Regions from separate parts of the Mus musculus genome. Here region 1 is linked to region 2. The links are chromatin contacts, called in public Hi-C maps. All regions are on one chromosome and are shown on one strand. Each heading gives the region's core, a stretch centred on a gene start, on an enhancer-like site or on the middle of the called end of the contact. The rest is flanking DNA. Distances are from core to core; before and after follow the strand shown. Region 1 has its middle 24 kb from the start of Mup21. Region 2 has its middle 31 kb from the start of Mup20.

Region 1 (3,720 bases), core at 4-2,503, 150 kb after region 2:
ACTTTATATGCCCCACTACAGGGGAATGCCAGGGCCAAAAAAATGAGAATGGGTGGGTAGGGAATTGGGGGGGAGGGTATGGGGGACTTTGGGATAGCATTGGAAATGTAATTGAGGAAAATATGTAATAAATAAAAAAAAAGAAGAGGGAAGACCAATGGGTGGATACTTCATTCTTCCTTAGAATAGGGAACAAAATACTCATGAAAGGAGTTACAGAGAAAGTTTGGAGCTAAGACGATAGGATGGACTATCCAGAGACTACCCCACCCGGGGATCCATCCCATAATCAGCCACCAAACCCATACACTATTGCATATGCCAGCAAGATTTTGCTGAACGGACCCTGGTATAGCTGTCTCATATGAGGCTATGCCAATGCTGGCAAATACAGATGTGGACACTCACAGTCATCTATAAGATGGAAGACAGGGCCCTCAATGGAGAAGCTAGAGCAGTAAGCAGCAGAATCAAGAAAGGAAAGTTATCCTGTGTTAGGCAGAAATGCTATGCCACAGTTTTGTTCATTCATGGGGGAGATGCACCCCAAAGAGAACAGCATCTCATCTCAAAAACCAGGGAGTCTGCCAAAGTAGTTAACAACTGGGACTGCAAGCTTTTCACACTCCTCACAACCAAGCAGTTTTTCTTCAAGGGGAAGACTCCAAGCTATACTAACTCTTGATGTGTGGCATTCCGATCTGCTATTGAACACAGATAGTCTTTTCCTAAGAGGTCTTGAGTCCTCTCCCCAATAGGTATCTCTCATAGGAACATTGCAATACAATGATATTTAATTCAGGGGAATCTGTAATCTGAGGCCAAGAACAATGTGTACTCACTACAATTGCTCAGAAAGTCATCACCCTGGGAGCACAGAGTTAGCATTCAGTCACTAATACTTGAACGAGGGAAAGCAGGATGACATGGGAGAGGGAGAGGCTGGAGAGATGACTCCTGGTTACGAGCACTTGCCTGTTCTTTCAGAGGACCTGGGTTAAATTCCCAAAACTGACATGGTGGCTCACAGGAATCCATAACTCTAGTTCCAGAGGGTCTGATACCCTATGTGTGCAGTGCATGCATGTGGTAAACAGACATACGCATAAGAAAAACACTCACACACATTAAATAATCTATTAAAATAGGAAAGAATTAACCAGTCCAATAGGAAGTGGGCAAAGGGCTGTCTAGGGTGTTGAGAGTGTACACATAAGCAAAGTCCATGGCAAATAGGAGCACAAATAGTTCAGAGAGCCAAAGGAAACCTTGACCAAATACAGTGACCACAGGAGTTACAAAGTGAGTCGAGGCTAGAAAGGGGGTTGTGTCAGTTTCCCAGGGTTGCCCTTATGAAATCAGGCAGTATGGGTGATTTCAACAGCAAAAATTGAACGTTCTCATTTCCGGCAGCTAGAACTCTGAGAGCAAGGTGTTCAATGGGGCTTGCTTCTTCTGAGATCTTTCTCATTGGTTGAATCATAGGCAGCTGCCTTCTGGGGTCTTCAGGAAGTATCCCCTCTGATCCAGCCTATATCCTAGTCTTTCCTTTTAAGGACACTGGTCATATCATCTTAGGGTTCACCCTAATGACCACATCTTACCATAATTACACCGAATCACACCATCAGGCACTGTGGTTCTAAAGCTTCCAATGTATATATTTTTAGTGGGCACAGCTCACCCCGTGTCAGCTCATGTGGGTCCAATAGGAGCTTCGGTAGTGGTCAGTTTACATGTAAATGGGAAGGAACTGAAACATTTTGGAACTACAGTAGGAACATGGGCAGAGGTGTGCATTCAAAGTTCATCTGGCTGCATTTAGAGAACAAATGACGATCGGAAGGCAAGGAAAGAAAGAAGGTGCTATCAGCAGTTCTCAACATGTAGGTTGTGACCCCACAGGGCATTATCAATTCTTGGGTCTTGACCCTCTGGAGGTCACATGTCCTATATTCTCCATATCAGATATTTACACTGAAATTCATAACAACTTCAAAATGACCTTTATGAAATAGTGAGGAAATTATTTTTTGGTTGGAGGTCACCACATCATAAAGAAGCTGTATTAGAGGATCATAGCATGGGGAAGGATGAGAACCTCTAGGCTAGTAGATCATGATGGAAGTGACTGGAACGTGCTGGCATGAGATCGTGTAAGCTTCTCTCAAGATATCTGGAATGAGAGAGACATGGATAGAGAAACTACATGGTGTTTTGAAAATGTGAACTTCCAAAACCAAAGTGGTATTTCCTGTATCTTTATATAGATAAATGTTAGAGACATTATGATTAATATCATGACCAAAAGCAACTTGAGGCTGAAAGGGTTTATTTTAGCTTACAATCTATTATGAAGGAAGCTGGGAGTGCAGGGAGGAAGGGGGGTGAGAACTCAGAGGGGGGAACTAAAGCAGAGGCCTTAGGGGAACGTTGCTTCCTGACTCATTCCCTGTGGATTGTGATCCTATCTTCATATATAACTTATTACCCCCTGCCCAGGGTGGTATTTCCATATGGAGTTGGGCCCTCCTGATTCAGTTTTATACAGGCATTTTCTCACTTAAGGGTGCCTCTTTCCATAGAACTCTAGCCTGTGTCAAGTTGAAACAAAAACAAAAATAAAAATAAATACCCAGGAAAGTTACTAATACTGGTAAAAAAAAAAAAAAAAAAAAAAAAAAAGACAAAAAAAACCCAAAAAACCTTAACCAAACAAAAACCAATTCTACATGATAAACAGTAAAAAATTATGCCTCTGCCCACTGTTTGGAAATCTGATCTCTATATCCATAGATACAAGTGGGTATGAAGGCATCTGATGTACTGTTGACTGATAGATGCAGATGCTGGATGCATGAGAGTTGCCCTATGATACACACATAAAGATGCTGTTTGAACTTTTGTGATGTAGGCACTTCTGGCTTCTGTCTTTCTTTTCTTCTTCCTTCATTACTCATAATTTCCCGTGTGTCATGTTGCAAATAGCTTTATATAAGGACTTCCCCCTTGACATGCATTGAATGGAACCATATATAACTGCATTTTATAGGTGTAAAATGACTGTGCTGGCAGTTGATACAGTTCACCTCAACGGTGGTGATCCTTCTGTGGATGCAAATTCTTTTTTATCTGAAGCACGATAAGTGGTTTTAAATTTCAGAATGAAAAAATACTTTAGCCATGGATGTGAAAACCTTAAAACTGAATGCCTAAAGTAGTGCTTAGACTAGAGAGGCGCCTCAGCCATTAATACTATCTCCAGACAATGCTTCCAGAGGACCAGATGAACAGAAGTTTCCCGCAGCCATGTCAAGCAGCTCACAACCTCCTGTCAGCCAAGTGCCCCTGTCAGGCCTCCACATGCACCTGCACACATACACACACACTCAAATTAATCTTTTAAAAAATAGCAAAAGAAATGATTAAAATGGGTTTATTATATGTTTCTATTTGGATCACTGGCTTTATCCCTTGTATTAATTTGATAAGCAGCAATTCAGAATTAATTTCATTGTAAGTTTGACAATTGGTTTTCTGAAGACATGATCACTTTGATTTTATTCAGATGCAAAGAAAATTTAAATAGTTCTTGAATGACTCTAGGGAATGGACCTGCTTGAAATGGATATTTTAAAAGAATCAAACAAATCCAATATTCAAATACACTATAAATCTACTGTCAGACATTTGTTTATAAATAACAAAATAACTAAATAA
Region 2 (3,793 bases), core at 883-3,382:
TTGCTGGGATTTGAACTCCTGACCTTTGGAAGAACAGTCGGGTGCTCTTACCCACTGAGCCATCTCACCAGCCCAATAATAAAAATTTTTGTCTGTGGTTCAATACAAGAACCTAGGACTTTAAATCTTTCAGTGTATATTGCTTATTATGTTATTTTATTACCTATTCCCTCTTAAGGGAAATTTAGTATAAACCTTTGCTCTTACACAATGAGCTTGAAGATTTTTGGAGTAATTGTTGCTCCAGAAAAGATTCAAAAAGCAATATCTTTTTCAATATTTGGGGCTTCAGTTATATCCTAGAAAAATTGTGGTACAGAAAATTCAAGAAAGAAAACATGATTTGCTTACTTCAAATTATTTTCTAAAGGTTCCAGGAGATGTCAATTGACTAAAACCTCACCTTAATCTCACCACAGGAGGATCTAAGCCTTTGTTAGATGTTATCCAGGGATATGCAAATTTACTGGTGAGAAACAAAAACCTTTCAGAAAGTAGAGGAAGCTTCTGTAATCAAGTGTTATCAATTTTAATCAATGGTAATCAAATGTTAACTGCTTATTTTAGTTAGTTACTGAATGAGCCAACAGCAATTCTTTGGTAAAGGAAGTATTTATGTGAAATCATCTTTCTTCATCTCCAAGTATAGTTTTAACATCCTTTTATGAAGCTGTCATGGTGTTAATAAAAAATAATGTAGGATAGAATCATGAAGGGAGTTTAGAAAAAAAGTCTTAAAAACCAGACAAGAAACCTATTCCTTGTTTCAAACAGAAATTAAATAGGTTTTTGAGGAATATTGATATTTGGCCTATTGCATAGTAAACTTTTAGGTAAGTTTATAATCATTATACAAAGATAAGTTAAAATTTGCTTCTATGCATGCTTTTTATTTCTTGAAAATTGATGTTTGCATCCTATAAAGAGTACATCTACTGTATTTATAAACAGCTCTTCTATAGGAGAGAAGTATATGTGATTGGATCACATGTATATTCTTTTGAGTTTCTTCCTACTTCAGCACAGATAATTAAATTCTGTGCTGTAGCCAGTGTTTTGAAATGTTGAAAAAGAAAAACCAACTTTTAATTTTTATACGGATAGCATATATATATATATATATATATATATATATATATATATATATATATACACACACACACACACATTGGCTCACAGTTGCTGAAATTGTTCCTTTCTTAGATACTGCTACTTCTCAAATTTTGCAACTGTTTATGCACATACAACTCAAGTTAAGAGAAAATACTGTTCCTTTAAAGGAGTGTCCCTGGACCTTTAAGAACTCATCCTGTACTGCCCGGACAAGACCCCTTAAGGCAATGGCACAGCAGATTTGTATCTTAGGAAAATTATAGGCCTTAAACAAGAACAATTGGTCATATAATCTCATTTTTTACATCATCAAAATAGTAATGGCTTGAGATAATAATTTGGTTTTTTTTAGAGAATGTTCATGTCAAATTATAAAGACTTGTTCTCAGAGACCTCAATTTCTATCTGTTCCAATGAATGGTGTTAAAATCTCGAGGACTTGTACTTAATCAATTATTGCAAAGGGACACTCATATTTCTGATCTTAGAAACATAAAATATGTATATGTGACTATTGACACATTTTCAGGCTTTCTAGTTGTAATTGCTTTAACAAGAAAAGGAACTAAAACTGTAATTAGAAATTGCCTACATTAACTTTTTTTATGCTTTGTGTTCCAAATCAGATCAAACAGAAAATGGGACGGGCTATTACAGTCAACCATTTGAGATGTTTTGTTAAAAATTTAATGTTACCCTTGTTACTGGGATTTTATATAATTCTCAAGGACAAGGCATTGTTGGACTTTAAAACAATATCTTCTTAAAAAACAAAAAAGCAGGATTATATCCTGGTGCACATTATTTAAATCATGCATTTTATTTTTAAAATTTAAAATTTTGGATGCCAAGGAACTCTTTGCTGCGTGTCAATAGCATCCTACAGCTAGGAATACTCATGCCTAGGTGAGATGGAAAGATCTACTTATTGGTATATGGCATGATCCTGATCAGGTATTTAGATGGGCAAGAGGGCATGTTTGTGTTTTTTCTGCAGAGTGTTTCAGGGTCATGCTTGCTGCCAGAGTGATTGGTGTGATATGACGACACAAAAGAATAATGCTGAGCTGTGAGCTTGCTGAGTGCCCTGACAGTGGTGACAGGAAAGCTGTATTGAGTGTATGTTCTTGACCTACCATTGCTTGCCTATGTCCCAGATATGAGATGCTAAGCTGCCTTTCTTCAAGCTTTGATACCTTGTGGGACAGAGAACATAGATACTGTCGAAACTGACTTAGAAAAATTAATCAAAATGAGGAGTTATAATTACTCTTCTCTTTCCTTTAATGTGACCAGTTATTCTGACTCAATGATGGACTGACTGATCTAGAAATAAATCCAATGTTGGATATTCCAATTACGAAGACAGCTAAAAAATCTTTATCAGCCAGCTTATCTAACTCTTACCACTATTGACCTGAGAAGTAACAGTTTTTTCTGTTGATTCTCAAAGCCACCTCCCCCACACTAGAAGGCCAGGCCCTGGGACTGATCTTTGCTAATTTGCAATTGAATTGAGTGTATGGGACATCCCCACAGAGGACTTTAATGCTTTTCTTTTTAACTTTTCACTTTGTATTTTAAGCAGGTTGGTTACTTCTAAACAGTTTCACCTTTAGCAAAGCTCAGATATGGCAGTTATTCATCACTATGAAGACATGCATTGAGCGCATATTGTGGCTTTGGGCTGAATGGGAGAAAGGTGTGTTATGCGTTCCAGTAGCCAAATACGGGCCACTGATGATTCTATGACTCTTATCAACCTAAGACAGAGGCATGTGACAAAAGGCCATGTTTGTATGTTATAAACACTAAAAGACCATGCTTGTGCAATTAAACACAAACAAACTGCACTTGTTCTCCAGGATGGGTCAGAAGAAGTATAGGCATTCAGACGTAAGCAGGCACAGCCACAAGCCACCATAATTCCCAGACAGGGACATGAAACATTAATAAATTTTATGCCCAAGTCAAGGTAATTTTTAATAAATAAAAAGGGAGGAACTGTCACTCCCTGCCCCCAGTTTTAAGCTGGATAAACAAGTCTATGACACTGGAGCCAGGCATCTGGTTCTGCTACATTTACATCTTCCTGCCAGAGAACTGAGAACTATTAGACCACTGAGCTGCTGAAGAGCCTATTTTGCAGCTCATTCCAGCTTAAACAAACAAAAGAACTCAGCCAAAACAAAGGGATGGGTCCGTGGTTTTTCCCATATGTATTCAGTGCCATACAATAAAGACTGATACTTGATCAGAGAACTTTGTCTTTGCTCATTATTTCTCTTGCCATCCTTCCTATCCAATCACATCTTTCCTTTTGAAAGTATAATGTAAAAACAAAATTTTAGGCCTTTAGGCCCAGGCTTGGGAATGTGACCTCTGTGACTTAATACTCAAAGGTATGCTAATTATAAAACAGAGACATTCCTCCACCCTCCTGCTTCCAGGGTTCAAAGAGTGTTCATTCAAAGAAAGTCACTCTTACCATTTCCGGAACCCACTATGCAAATGTGCTATTGTTAAGGGCTCTTAGAAACTGTCTTGAGAGATAACCAGAACAATTACCAGGTATTCCTTGTGACTCTTGTGACTTTGCACTTACTTGGGACTCTTAACTGGTATCTTTGGTATTTTCCAACAACACCCTCCCCACTTCCTTGAGTTGTGGTTTCTTCCT

What was found. Hi-C and Micro-C count contacts between places; a contact is called where the count stands out from the background.
Region 1: a Hi-C map of liver shows a contact between it and region 2, with 4 times the contacts expected there. The contact joins two enhancer-like sites. A contact is called at or near these places in 1 of 484 Hi-C or Micro-C datasets (liver), 1 of 115 datasets of contacts at active chromatin or transcription factors (embryonic stem cells) and 1 of 9 other capture datasets (embryonic stem cells).

What each region holds. Positions count from the first base shown.
Region 1 is chr4:62,173,413-62,177,132 of GRCm38.p6, forward strand. No RefSeq gene overlaps it. Among named protein-coding and RNA genes, the nearest start is that of Mup21, 24 kb to the left of the region's middle. Within about 2 kb of position 1,254, at least 2 of the 459 cell types and tissues checked have an H3K27ac peak or open chromatin away from gene starts, as enhancers often do. A contact at or near this core is called in liver, where this site is marked.
Region 2 is chr4:62,021,184-62,024,976 of GRCm38.p6, forward strand. It overlaps a transcript of Mup20 not described here. Among named protein-coding and RNA genes, the nearest start is that of Mup20, 31 kb to the right of the region's middle. Within about 2 kb of position 2,133, at least 8 of the 459 cell types and tissues checked have an H3K27ac peak or open chromatin away from gene starts, as enhancers often do. A contact at or near this core is called in liver, where this site is marked.